2 separate regions of the Zea mays genome follow, and region 2 is linked to region 1. Evidence: chromatin contacts called from public Hi-C data. All regions are on one chromosome and are shown on one strand. The core of a region is the stretch at or near the end of the contact, and the rest is flanking DNA. Distances in the headings are between cores, read along the strand shown.

What was found. A called contact is a pair of places that touch in the nucleus more often than the background predicts.
Region 2: a contact with region 1 is called in a Hi-C map of tassel, with 5 times the contacts expected there. The contact joins the promoter of LOC100281038 here to the promoter of LOC107522027 in region 1. A contact is called at or near these places in 3 of 25 Hi-C or Micro-C datasets (ear, leaf and tassel).

Annotation. Positions count from the first base shown.
Region 1 is chr5:60,983,173-60,990,540 of Zm-B73-REFERENCE-NAM-5.0, forward strand. It overlaps LOC107522027 (Peptidyl-prolyl cis-trans isomerase CYP20-1), which reads left to right and starts at 2,710. Exons shown (of 7, transcript NM_001322122.1): 1 at 2,710-2,869; 2 at 3,001-3,097; 3 at 3,251-3,298; 4 at 3,451-3,474; 5 at 3,588-3,773; 6 at 3,903-3,978; 7 at 4,116-4,625. The coding sequence starts at 2,795. The coding sequence ends at 4,293. It overlaps LOC111589269 (a long non-coding RNA gene), which reads right to left and starts at 786. Exons shown (of 2, transcript XR_002748268.1): 1 at 394-786.
Region 2 is chr5:61,128,100-61,135,467 of Zm-B73-REFERENCE-NAM-5.0, forward strand. It overlaps LOC100281038 (arogenate dehydrogenase), which reads right to left and starts at 3,504. Exons shown (of 1, transcript NM_001153957.2): 1 at 2,015-3,504. The coding sequence starts at 3,366. The coding sequence ends at 2,284. LOC103626428 (zinc knuckle (CCHC-type) family protein) reads right to left here. Exons shown (of 6, transcript XM_008646838.3): 6 at 6,992-7,368.

The sequences.
Region 1 (7,368 bases), core at 1,460-3,959:
CGTGTGTGGTAGGCTGCGGACAGAAGGACTGGAGGGAGGAATGGCGAGCAGCAAGGTCACCGATTTGGGGGGTAAAAAAATCAAACAACGAACCGGCAGATCTGCTGGTTGTTGCTGCTCAGTGCAGCGGCCCACGCAATGAGGAGGTGGAGGGAGGAATGTCGAGCAGCAAGGTCACCGATTTGAGGGGTAAAAAAATCAAACAACGAACCGGCAGATCTGCTGGTTGTTGCTGCTCAGTGCAGCGGCCCACGCAATGAGGAGGTGGAGGGAGGAATGGCGAGCAGCAAGCTGAGCAAGGTCACCGATTTGGGGGGTAAAAAAATCAAACAACGAACCGGCAGATCTGCCGCAACTATACAATTCGGGGGAAAAAAAGAAAGGAAAGCAAACCTGCTGGAGTGCTGGAGACGGAAGACGCGGCGGAGGCTCGAGACGGAAGACGCGGCGGAGGCTGGAAACGGAAGACGCGGCGGAGGGAGCAAGGATGAGGGACAAGATGGAAGTTTGACTGTGTGAGGACTGAGGAGAGGAAATTTCCAGAAGCAGCGAAGGTAACGAGGGAGTGGTCTTCAGAGATATGTGAGCCGTTGATCCACAATCGAGTAGCTAAAAAAATTTCCGCTGACGTGGATAGCGTGAAGAACGCCGCTTTGAACCGGTATTGTATTTCCAGAAGCAGCGAAGGTAACGAGGGAGTGGTCTTCAGAGATATGTGAGCCGTTGATCCACAATCGAGTAGCTAAAAAAATTTCCGCTGACGTGGATAGCGTGAAGAACGCCGCTTTGAACCGGTATTGTATATAGGAAAATGCTTAGCGAGGGACATAATATACCGAGCAAGATGTATAAGGAATTAAGTGGTTTTTATTTTTTTATCCATTCAAGGCATTTTGCAAATCCGCGTTGACATGGAGTTGCTCTAAACTCAGAGTCGTAGTTAGATCCGCGTCAATAATCTCGACAAATCATATATCCACATACATGGAATGTCGTTGCAATGAAGCATGTATCCAAGTAAACACGATTGTAACATGAGTTAATAGAGGAGATAAGAAGCTGAGCTTGCATAAAACCAGCATGTCCTTCGATAAACATCCACAAGGTCGTTTCCCCAAGCTCCAGCACCCAAAAGACGATGATAGTAGCCGTATATACTCTTAAGGCCTAGATGACACAGTTATTAGATTTTGGCAACGACTAATATGCAAGCAGGTACTACGTGCAAACGTGCAAGCACACTTTTAGTCCGTTAGATCTGTATCCAACGGTATATACAATTGTGGTTTGTTAGAGAGTTTTTTGTAAAGCTGTAACAGGTGGTGCTGGAAGAGTTTAAGTGCTAAATATAACATACTGTTAGATCTAAATCTAACGGAGTAAAAAGTCTGCTTGCGTGCTTGCACCTAGTACCTGCTTACATATTAATTGTCCGAAGCAAAATTTAAAATAGTAGAGACTTTTCTGATTATTCTTTAATTATTTATTTTGAATATATATTACTGATATGAAAAATTTATATATATATATATATATATATAATATTTATATCAAACAATAATTAAATAAAAGATAAGTATTACGATATTTTCTTAAAATGTTTATTCTAACATGTTGAAATGTGGTTGGGTCAGAGTGTCATAGACACGTCGATGTTGCCAACTCTTTAATACTCGTTACTAGACTATTGAGCTCTATATATATATATAGTAACTACCAAGTATATAATTAGGATCTGGGGCCTGGTGCGGTCACTCCTTTGCCCCAGCCTCAAGGCCCGCACTAGAGATGGCCAAACGGGCCGTCTGGTCCGGTCTGGCCCGGTGAAGCCTGGTTCGTTTTGAATCAGACCCGTTAGGCACGGTTAGAAAATCCGGACGGACTGTCTAAGCCCGTGGGTTTGTTTTCTTGTCAGAGCCTGGCCTGCCGCGGGCCTAAACGGGTCGGGTGGGCCCGTTTAGCACGGAAAAAGTGGGTCGAAAACGAGCTAAGAGGGCCGGTAAGCACGGTTTAGTGCAAAAAAAAAACGGGATTAGAGGTAAACGTGTCATGCCGGGCTAGCCCACCGTGACTAGTTTTCTGTCCGAGTCCGGCCCGTTTATTCGTGTCGGGCCGGCCCGAACCCGCATAGAACCGAGCCATGCCGGGCTCGGATCGGGCCCAAACAGCGGGCTTCGTGTCGGGCTCGCGGGCCTCGTGCTTATTGGCCATCTATAGCCGGCACTAGCCTAGTTCGGTACTCTTGGAATGAGAGGAATTGGAGTGGATCAAAAGATATTGAGGGCGATTTTGCTCTATTGAGTGGATTTAAATACCATCCAATTCCCTTTGAACCACTCCAGTTGCGTACCCAAACGTACTAGGCCCAATAGGGGCCGGCCAGGAGCCTGCACATTGTAATTGTAGGATGTCTCGGAATTGAGCAGGATGTTTTGTCGCCTTGACGAGGCTGTGGTAGCATGCGTGCAAGCTTGTGATGTTTGGGATGTGCCTGCCGCTGTGCCCCAAATCCAAATCCAACAGAGCGGCAGCATCTATTTCTAGGCAACAACAGAGTGACAAGCAGTTGCGTGAATCCCCGACGTGCGTGGCGTGGCGTCTATAATTCGTAGGGCCATCGTTATTCCTGCCTCGCCCCCACCTGTCAGCCAGCGCCCGCCCTCCTCCTTTATAAGGATCGAGAGGACGGACGTGGCGCTGCAGCCTGCAGGAAAAGGAGCGAAGAGAGAGAGAGACGCAGGACCGCCGGCGACGATCGAGGAGGGAGGAACCAGATACCCGGCGGCGGCGATCGATGGCTCCGCGCAGCTCATCGGCGGCGACGTGCCTGTGCCTCGCTCTCGCCGCGGCCACGCTGGCGCTGGCCCACGTACGGTGCTCGGTTCCATTGGTCATTCTCTGAATATTAGTGGCTCCGCCGACGATCCATCATGTCGAACCAGCAGTCCAGCATGCAGCTCTTCTGATGCATGCCATTGCCATTGTCGCTGTCGAATCCAGGGGGCGCAAGGAGGAGGACCATCGGCATCGGCGGCGGACCTGGACAAGGTCACGGCCGAGACCTTCTTGGACATCGAGATCGACGGCAAGCCTGCAGGTTCGTACGTGCGTGCGCCGTGCGGTGCATGCATCATGTATGCATGGATATATATACGTCGTCGGACCCAGCCTTCTGCCTGCATGCATGTACGCGTTGTTGCCGGCCGCTCCTAATCACAACTCAATTTCACATGTACACACATCTACGCAGGCCGGATCGTGCTGGGACTGTTTGGGGACACCGTTCCTAAAACAGCAGGTATATACGCTATATATATATAGTTCACAGATCATCATCGTCGCGACAAAATGTCGTCGTACGTTGTTGCTAGGAACCCCTAAGGCCCTAACTGATACACCGTCCATGCATGCCATGTATGCATGCGTTTTCTTTCTTCCTTTTTTTCGCAGAGAACTTCCGAGCACTTTGCACAGGTACGCTAGCTTGTGTTCATGCATGGGACACTGTATGTGTACAAAGAATCCGTCGTCATTATATATATATAATACACACACGTACACACGTACGTATACGCACGCACGCGCAGGGGAGAAAGGAATTGCCAAGTCCGGCAAGCCTCTGTGGTACAAGGGGTCGACGTTCCACAGGATCATCCCGGGGTTCATGATCCAGGGAGGCGACTTCACCAACGGCAACGGCACGGGGGGCGAGTCCATCTACGGCAGCACCATCTTCTCCGACGAGAACTTCAAGCACACCCACGCTAAAGCCGGTACGCTAGCTACTAGCTGACCCTCTGATGATCAATGGGAAGCATGCATGCTTGCGCTCATGCGTGGACGACGACGACGTCTGAACACTGTCTGTCTTCGATCAGCGCTGATGGTCTGCTGCGCTGCAGGTACGCTGTCCATGGCTAACTACGGGCCCGACTCCAATGGCTCCCAGTTCTTCATCACCACCGTAGACGAAAACCGGTAACAGTAGTCATAGACAGATCTCGATCCCCTCTTGCATGTGTGATGTCTTTTTTTTTTTCTTGAGCACATGCATGCAGATGTGTGATGTTTTTTTTAAAAAAAATTAACGTGTGCATGCGAAATTGCAAACAAAGGTTGCCCAAGAAGCTGGACGGGCGCCACGTGGTGTTCGGCAAGGTGGTGAAAGGGATGGACGTCGTGCGCAAGATCGAAGCCGAGGGCCAGCTCACCGGCGTGCCCAAGGCCAAGGTCGTCATAGCCAACAGCGGCCAGCTGCCAGCGCCCGCCGCCGCCGGCCATCGTGACCTCTGATCGATGACGAGGAGAACGACTCACTGCACGATCCATCAATCCGATCGATCTGTCTTGTTCGTTAAGAAACCAAACGTGTGCATGGTTAATTATATAAGACGTGCTCTTCTTCAGATCATGGTGAATTGAAAGACTGCCAAATTAAGGCCACTTGTGTTGCTTTGATTGTACGGAGAGATCATGCTGACGTGTACGTACGTGTACCGAGATCCGTTTCAAATGCATGCTTTGATTGTACAGAGAGTGGCTCGTTTGGCATATAGCTCCGCTACATGATTCTCTAATAGGGTAATTCCGTGTGATTCTCTAACAAAAGTGAATCTGCTATTTGATGAAAACCGTTTGCCAAATGGGTCGTGAAGTGATTGCTGAGGGCTTAGAGGGCGGAGAGCAGGTTTTTTTGGCTCTCACTTTCTAGTACAAGATAGAGACTATATTCACTCCACTTCCACCATGAAGTAGTTCAGTTTTTTACCATTTAGCTTAATGGGAGTGATTCTCGCTGGGAGCAAAGCTGTGGGAGCTCTGCCAAACGCCCTAAGTATGAATTTCACAAGCAATTAATTAATAAAATCACTCGAATTCGACTCTAATGGGGTGTTTGGTTTGAAGAATCACTCTATCCAAAATGAAATGAGGTGGTGCATTATGGTTCCCTTCCTCAAATTTGATGAAATGACTCTATTCCTCATATTAGTATTGTCGGATATAGTAAATATGGGTACCTAGATTACACCCCTAAAACATGCTTAACCTCTAAACCACCATCAAGGTACATTCCTCCGAGGACGAATGATCATAAGCCATGCTTCACCTGAGGCCCCTCTCAGTGGTCACCATAACTTCGCCTCGTCCGAGCCTGCCCTCGGACTAGGTGTGTTCTTGGGAGAATCCTCGTCCTGACCGAGGTCCCCTTTCCCAGAAGGGCAGTCTTCGCCTCGCCTAAGCTGGCCTAGGGTAAGTAAGACAAACTCAGGGCAAGACTAAGCCGAAGTTCGCAGGGGACAGGGGCATTCAATGCGCATACTATCGGTGTTTGGAGCCCGACCGCGCACCCGGGGTTACCCCTCGAGGTGCTTTTGGGTAGGACGGTGTTGCTAACTGTAACTCAATGGTTCGTGCAAGACGCACGAGAGATGGTAGACAATTTTCTACAGGTTCGGGTCGCTTTGAGATGCATAATACCCTACTTCCTGGTGTAGATCTTTATGTGGTGGGTTACAAGGGAGTTCTCCAGTATGGAGAAAGCTAATGAACTGAGTAGACGGCTGATGAATGACCTGTTTTTGATGGAGTGCCCCCTAGGCCTTATATATCCGACCGTGGGGCACTACATGTGTGTATGATATTGATGTATACCTAAGTAATAGTGAACCGGCTGAACTTACCTTCCTACAATCTTGTCGACTTATTCTCATTTGGTTCCGATGTCCAAGGGTGTCGCGCGGGAAGATCGGATTAGCGCTGTGGATAACGCTTAAATCCCGCGAGACGCCTGGTCCCGCGTCCGCTCCTTCCATGCGTCGGCCCATTCTGCGAGCAGTTCTCCCCTGGCCCACGAGGGGACGGCCTTGCGAGATAATAGACCCAAAACCTTTCGTGAGGCCTTCTAACCTTCTAGTGGACCCGGGGATATCTGTCCCCCACAAGCCCCCAATCTTTGAGTTGATTTTGAAATAATCGGCCCAAAGATTCTAGGTCCAGCTTGCGGTTTTGATTTTCATTTTAGTGATAGGCGCTTCGAAGGTGCACCTATTGAACGTTGCTTCTGAACTCTGAGTGACTCAGTAAAAAACAATCTTCTGTTGTCCTCCTTTGGTACATTCAATGATCTTCATCTCATGCCTCAGAAATCGGCGCTCTGTTATCAACTTATGCCTTAGAGATCAACATTCTATCCTTTGGAGCTAAGGATTCATTGGGCACACTGAAGGTGCACCCAATGGGTGTAGCCCCCGAGCTTTGAGTGGATTGTTGAAAATAATCCATTCAAAGATCTTCATCTCATGCTTTAGGGATTAGCATTTTATCTTCGTCTCATGCTTTAGAAATCAACATTTTATCTTCATCTCATGCTTTAGGGATCAACATTTTATCTTCGTCTCATGCTTTAGAAATCAGCGTTTTATCTTCATCTCTTGCTTTTGCGAACTCAAACAACGTGGTCTGCCCATGCCTTGTTAGGTTTGAAATTTATTTGATTGGCGACAGATTGGATGTCTGGTAGATGGCTCTTGGCTGGTCTTCATTTCGCTTTGTGCTTCAATGCTTTTGCTGACTAGACTTGCAGTTCAGTAGCTATATTTGGCTTTCCTTTGATCTCTATCGATATCTTCCTTCTGTCTCAATACATTCATTGTGTATACTGTATGGATGTGACTTGTTCAGAAAATCTATAGAAAATTCCTGGCCGTCTCCCCCTAATGGGTGTGACCAATTGGTATGCAGAGCGTTTAGCACATTGTCCTAGAGTAGTAACTTGATGTGACCGCGGGGCGTAATCATATCGCCTGAGCAGTTGACCTTAGTCCAAATGGTGCCGTGTTACGTGAAGTGGCGTCTGCTACCTGACTTGCTTTCAGGCGGTTTGAATTGCTTATTGAATACTCGCGACTGTTCAGTGAGCATGGTAGGAGATGAACAGTTGCCTCTGGCCCCTATAAATAGCCTGCTTGTACCGTTGTTCTCTTCACAGTTCACACATCCTCCGATCGTCTGTTGCTTCTTTTCCAACTTCCTCTTTTCTTCCATCTGATCATGGGCAAAGACAAGAAAGGTTCGCCGTGTCGCTCCGGCGACAAGCAGAAGCATGAGCCAAGTCCTCCCTCGGAGGACTTCGATGACTCCGAGTACTCAGAGGAGGAGTTTTCCTCCGAGTCAAAGGGATCGCCGGTCTATGCTTCCCCCCGGCGTCGTCCGACGACTCGGACGACTCCCAAGGGATAGCTGCCGAGGTGTGGACGTACATCTGGTCCGTCGAGCATGCCGGGCTCGAGGGCTCGAATGAGTCGGAGGTCTCCTCGGACGAGGAGAACTCTTCCAGATCGTCCGAGGAAGGGAGCGGCGGCGACAGCG
Region 2 (7,368 bases), core at 2,254-4,753, 150 kb after region 1:
ACGGATTAATTTGAAATAGTTGTGAGAGGTTATTTGTAAAAAGATGACGCGGGACGACCGTTGAAACTGTTGCTTTAAGTATAGTATAGATATGCACTATTGTTTGGTGGCTTCAGCTTCGCTTTAGATAATTGTTTGCTCAGGAGTAAAGATTACTTACATCGTGAGAGTGAAACGTTTGATCATTTTATCCATGTTTATATGGTACCCTGACTTTGCCCTCACACAATTTTTTGGATCATGCCACCACCAAAAACTACTCGGAGTTTATCTAGTCTCTACATGACTCTCATCCAAACACTATTGAAATTGTGGCCATCCTATTCCATCCCTTCATATATATTCAATCAAACACATCCTAATTTGGCCTAACGTGCTTCGTTCAGTGTCAATAAGCTTTCTGCACAGATGTTGTTGTGTGTGGGTGGGGGGGGGGGGGGGGGGTGTGGTGGGGGGAGCGTACCCTGAACGAAGCACGAGAATACTATGGTAGTTTTGGACGGAAGGAAGGGACCGGGGACCCCTGATCCGATCCGGTGGCCGGCGGGGTCGTGCTTGAACTTGTCACGGCACGTGTCTGGCTTTGCCCTCGCAGTAAAAATGTGGGCGGGCCAGTTCATGTTTTTGACCACATGAATCCCGCTAGCGATTAGCAGTAGACTGCAGCAGTAATTTCTAGTTTCCTACTGTACAAATGGGGACTGCGTGCTGCCCTCAACTAGAAAAACGCACTTCTAAAAAAATAAAAAAAACGAGAAAAAAATAACAAAGACTTAGTTCAATCTGCGGCCGTGCTTGCACGTCTTCTTCGATTTATGATGACTCCCACGCATAGAGATGATAATGGGTAAATATCCACCGAAATCATCTATATACACTATTGGGTATGAATTTACTTTATACCTATAACTATATTGGTATGAGTCACCCGTCGGGTCATCCTGATCCACAAAAAATAAACATCTATCAAAATGGTATATTGTACAAATGTCAAGTATATCTATCTAAATATTGTTATAATTTTTTTAGCATCATTTAACCATCCATTCAACAACACCAAAGATAATTGGATAAAGTAGCAACATTAGATAGTACTACATAGCATATTACATGTTCATTATGGTCATCAAATAGCCGTTAAGCCTTCTATGACACTATGCCTTAAAAGATTGTTAAATAGTAAAAGAGATGGATGAATGAAGCTCAAATTCATGCCTTTAGACTAAGTTTATAGTGGATATTTTATATCCACGGGTTAACGGGGCATGAGTTAAGGTGTAACGTTCTAATACCCATTTTACCCATTGAGTAAAGGCTTTTTCCCAATAAAAAATCCACAATTAAAATATTAAGTCTATATATATATATATATATATATATATATATATATATATATATATATATATATATATATATATATATATATATATATATATATATATCCTAATGAATTAGGATATGTTTGATTTGAGGTCAAAATATGATGGAGCGGGGTTGACACAGTTCCCTTGATTTTTTGGGTCACGTTGTCACAAAAAACTACTCCGATGTTTACTTCACTCATACGTGACTCTTATCCAACCAACTATATCCGCCCCCTTTCATCTCACTATATACATACCAAACACACCCTAAATGCCCATTTAAATGGTGGGCATCTCTACTTCCACAGCACCTTCAGCTCCGACCAACCATTTGCTCTAACAACCGCGCGATTCTCACAGACAGACAGACAGACAGAGCACTCCGCTGACAACGATGTGACCCGGACCTATACCAGAAGCTGTTTTTCCACGGCGGTGCAGCGCCCCCGAAGCACACGGTTTTTAGTTTTCTCTGTGGTGTTGCACCTGACCCAGTCAGTGTTCCTGCCACCGCTGTCAAGAAAGCAGCTTACCAACCGTAATCAGCAGCAGCAGCGTTCATGAATTAGGGACCCGAAAGCCATCTGGTTTTTGACTGCGCACTGTATTTGAGACCTCTTCTGATTTTCCCTCGTCCTGGTGTTATTATTACAGACTTGCAATGCCAAAGATTGCTTATTTATTCAGTTTGTTTGTCACAAATTGCAATGCCAAGCTGCCACATTTCATCCCTCAACTGTAAAACTGAACTGACAGGAGGGAGTTGGGAGGAGAAACGGAGAATACAGATACAGGCTGGTACTACAAATACAATGGCAAGGAGAATTGGAACTGGAATTTAATTTATTACTAACAACAGATGATGATGAGATTGGGGGCGAGACGAACCCCCCCCCCCCCCCCCCGGCGGCGGCCGTGTCTACTTGCGGACGTTGGAGGAGGAGACGTCGGGGGCGTGCGGGGACCCCTCGAAGAGCTGCTTCCGAAGCACGTCGTGGAGGCCGTCGAAGAGCCTCTTCTTGACGGAGTCCATGGCCCACTCGAGGCGGTTGAGCAGCTCGGTGGAGTTCTTGTTGTACATGAAGAGGCCGTTGTAGAGGTCGAAGCTGTCGCTGCAGGTGTTGTCCACGAGGCGGAGCAGCGTCTCGTAGCCCTTGGTGTTGATGGGCGTGGAGCGCAGCTCCAGCATGGCGAGCATCCGCCCCACGGTGTGCGTCAGGAACTGGGTCTCGGCGGCGTGCGCGTCGTGCTCGGCGCAGGACATCTCCACCATCCGGCAGCCCTCGCGCTCGAAGATGTTGAGGAAGGCGTCGGCGCGGGCGCGGCGCGCGGGGCAGTCCCCGACGCGGACCCGGTCGAACACGAAGGGCAGGCCGTCCCAGCCGTCGCGCGCCGACTCCGGCCCGAACATGGGGTGCGTGCAGATGACGTCAAAGTCGGGGGGCAGGGAGCTGAGCAGCAGGTTCTTGGGGAACTCCTTCACGGACAGCACGTCCACGAAGAGCGTGTTGCGGCGGAGGCGGTGCACGGGGAGCGAGCGCAGCACGGCCTCGGCCGACAGGATGGAGGTGGCCAGGAGCACCACGTCCGGGTGGCACTCGCACAGGTCGTGCGGGTCCGCGAAGAAGGTGGCCCCCAGCGTCGTCGCCAGCGCCGTGTGGTCCGTCCGCGAGTGCGCCAGCAGCGTGTGCCCCTGCCGCGCGAACGTGCGCGCCAGGAACTGCCCGAAGTTGCCGAACCCGACGATGGCGATCTTCAGCCGCTGCCGCTCCTCCAGCAGCCCCGCCGCGCGGGACTCGTAGTCGAACGGCTGGGCGGCGTCCACCGCGCGGATGCGCTGGGGCCGCGCGCGGAGGGGCGCCCCCGCCCCCGGGGCGTGTCCGCGCCACCGCCGCGGGGAGGCCAGGTGGGTGGCGACCCCCAAGGCCGGGGCCGGCGGGTGGCGCCGGTGGGGTCGGGTTGGTTGGTGGAGGCGGAGGGTGGAGGTGGAAGACGACAGCATCTTTGCTTGTGGAGTTGGGGTTGGGCTCTCGGCTGCTGCTGCTGGCTGGCTGCTGCTCTCCTCTGCTCTCCACTCCTCTCCTCTCCTCTCCTCTCTGGCGTTTACTTGGGCCTTTGGGTGTGGTTGGTCGCTGGAGAATTAGATGGGAGTGCGTGTGCGTGTCAACATCACATCACACCGAACGACCCAACCTAAGTAGTAGGTGACAGACACCTGCTAGGATCATTTGTTGGGGAGTCTTGGACTTGTATTTACAACAACGCATCCTTTCGCTGCAGCTAAAGTTGCAACCGCAGCTCCAGCTGAAAATACGACAGCCACGTTAAGGTGGTTCGTTTTATTATTCTCAGTCTATGTAAATTGGATGAGATTTAGTGGGTTTCAATACAAAACAAGTTAAAAAAATTATAATTTTTTTCAATCACATCCAATTTACATGAGATAGGAATAACCAAAAAAGTTACAGGGCTCTCCAGACCCAACTCGAATGAAAAAAATCACCAGTTCCTCAAATCATAGCCTCGTTCCCTTCAAATAAAGGGGATTGTTGGAAAGAACAAAATCCAAAACAATTTTTGTATCTCCTCCGGTAACTATTTTTTGCTATTGGAAAACGTCTAGGAGTAAATTATCATAATTGGAAAATGTCTTATAGCAAATGTCGAAGATAAAAACTCCAGCTGGGTGACGGAATGTCCCTTACTAATCCTAAGAACAGGGGACAATCTAGGGTTTGTCTGGAGAGATGGACGAACACAAGAACACACGATGGTTTAGAGTGGTTCAGACCGCTAGAGCGTAATCCTACTCTACTTGTGAGTTATATTGCTGAGAGCTTGACAATGTATGAGACTGGTTGGAGATGCCTCCGAGGGAGTTCAAGAGTGAATTTCCCGTCCCCGAGTCCCTGTATAGGCTCGAGTCTGGTCCCGTGTGTCGTGTGTGTGTCTATTTCTAAGTAGCGTGCATGCCCTCCCTTTTACAGCCAAAGGGAGGCATGTACATGGGCAATGAGGAGCCCCGACAGGTGGGCCTTAGCTGTATAAAAAACGGAACTTGGAGCTATTAATCCTGCGGTTCAAGATCTTCATTTGGTCACCGTGCGGATTCCATGCCCAGCCGCACCTTCGTCCTGTCTCGTCGGCATGAGGGTGAAGACAACTGTGTAGGCACCGGTGAAAGGGAAATGGTCTTTACCATTTTCTCTAATTGCTTTTGGTGCTTGATGACATCACAACCTTATGGACTAACTAGTTTGTCTAGTTGAAAACTCGAAGGTGTCGGGTTCGGTAAAAATCATTTTTAGCGTCCTTGTGTAGCGTCCAGGGGCACGCCCAGATCGTCTGCGACTGCTTTATCTGACATCTGACGACACATTTAATGCACTTATAATCGTTACTGACGACCGTTGCGATTTCAACCATTGATATGCAGGGGCGGACCGTCCGCGTGTAGCAGGAAAGTTAGCAACAACTATGTGGTGATTGAGGGGCTATAAATACATTCCCAATCAACTCCATTCAATTCACCCAAGCCTCTACAACTTTCATACATTGCTTAGAGCAAGTTCTTCACTTTATCCGCACTCAACTTCAAAGTCCTTTATAAGTGCCATAACTGTGTTTCAAGATCATTAGTGATTAGTGCTTTGGAGAGACTCAAGAGAGTGTGACATTGTGATTTTGTTGTTGCTCTTTTGGCTTGGTTTCTTGATCGTGCTTTCTTCATCTCCTTCTAGACTCTTAGTGATTTGTAAAGCTAGTAAGAGACACCTAATTGTGTGGTGATTCTTGCGGGGTCTAAGTGACCCTCGAGATTAAGAAGAAGCACTCAACTGGTCTAAGCAACCCTTTGATAGAGGGAAAGGGTTGAAAGACCTGGTCTACGTGGCCTCCTCAATAGGGAGTAGATTCTTCGGAACCGAACCCCCGGAAACAAATCACTCTTGTCTATGTGTTAATCTTGCTTTGCGATTTGATTCTTCCTCTCCCATCTCTCTAAGTTCTCTTGCATGAGATCGTTTTAAGTTAGCTCCCAAGGTTATCCGCATTGATTGAGCAACTCGTGGCAAGAAGAACTATCTTCCGCACTCTGATTTCATTATTACTAGTTCTAAATGCTAAACTCGGGTGAATTTTGTCTTTAAAGTTTATAATTTTTCAGGTTTCGCCTATTCACTCCCCTCTAGGTGACTTTCAAGCGGTGTCGGTTGCCTCGTCGTCTTGCGTAGGGGAGTAGGTGGATGGTGTTGTCCTGTCTCCTCCGCCTGTCTCATGCATGGCTCGACAACGGGAATTGTGGAAGTCATGATGGGAGTTACCCACGCACAGCGCAGTGGGTCAATGGTCTTCGTCTCGGTAACATGCGAGTTATTAGCGCGCCCCAAGCCTTATGGACTGCACACGTTGCATGCATTTAATACGAGGTACATGCTACCTGCCCCTGATGTGGACAGGTGCAAATCCTGCCCATATTTAATGCAGGCGGTCCTGGTGTCAGAGGCTTACGTCAAACGAAGCATGGTGGCTTCCGCGATATGTCTTGGGCCATGCGGAAGCGCCGCGCCCCTGGCCGGGGTCTGGAAGGCACTTATGGAGGTTCGTGTCCCATCCGCGATGGCCTGGACACTTGGCAGCACCGAACCTCCCCTAGTTGGAGGTCCGGATGGCACACGCAGGGGTCCGGGACCGTCCTACTGGGGTCCGACCCTAGACTGTAGATGTTGAGTAATCTCACTATCGGGGTATGTGATGACGCCGGTGACCCAGAGGCCAGTGGCCCTGCCGAGTCCAACTCTAGGTTGGAGTAGACTGCTCGTCATCCATGGCCCCGCCTAGACCCAGCAGGAGTGGGTACTCCATATTTAGGATACTGACAGCAAAGATACCGTTGAATGGTGTATATTGATATTAACATTGTGTTAGCACCCCTCTCCGTGGCTCCGACGTAAGAAATGCTTGACGGGAGGAACGAATGGACTCAACAGAGAGAATGAAGAAAGGGTAGAAGAACTACAACGTGGGGAAGAAGAAAGACCGAACGGAAGTTGTCGCTCGTATAGAGTATTCAACATTTACTTATATCTCTCCTCCAGCCCACATAGCCCATCAGACATACTTGACAATAGCCATAGGCCATTTGGTATACCTGACACGACAATAGCCCATAGCCCATCTGGTATACCTGACACATTGAGGGGTGTCCTACAATGACCTTACTCAATATTTAGTAGGTGTATTTCAATACCATCATTTTTCTAACCATTATTGTAGTTGTTGTAGGAGGTAAATCAACCAAGTGGAGATGGACCCATCACAATGAATGTTTGATAGTCCTATAATGGATAGAAAGCTCGCATTCATGTCTACCCCAATGGGTTGCCCATCAGTTTAACTCTCAAAGCTACACATTTTCCAGTATCCACGTTACCAAACGTGCTTATTTTGACGAAGACGTTACCAAAACGTGCTAATTGCTGTACCCATGCTATACTTGCCTCACTCCCATAACTAGATGCATGCTCAGCACATCACAAGAGGAAGAAAAAAGTGGTTTTACCTAGCATTTAGAGGCCAAAGTGTTTGGTAGGTATTGCCACCGGGAGTAGGTAAACCATTCCAGGTTCTCAAAAGTGTTTCTGAAGTCCTGTCATTTTTTTTCTATAATGGAAACAAGTTCCAGTCTTTTGCACTTCCATGCATACAGCCTTAGTAAGGACGTTACAACTTCTAAAACAGCTAAGAAAAGATAAAACGTTCAATGTTGGAGCCATAAACAATGAAGTCCTGGCATTTGGGAAGCACTCTTGCGTACAAGTGCTACACATTTCACATGAAGCTTATTAGTGAGTCCACAGTAGATCAGAAGGCTAGCTCAGGCACAGAACTAAACAGCCCGTGACGTTACGCCCCCCACCACGTTCTACAACAACACAACCGTTTGAAGACCCAAACAACCATTCTCCCAGTATGAAGAAACTCTGTTACACCGTGTACATTACTG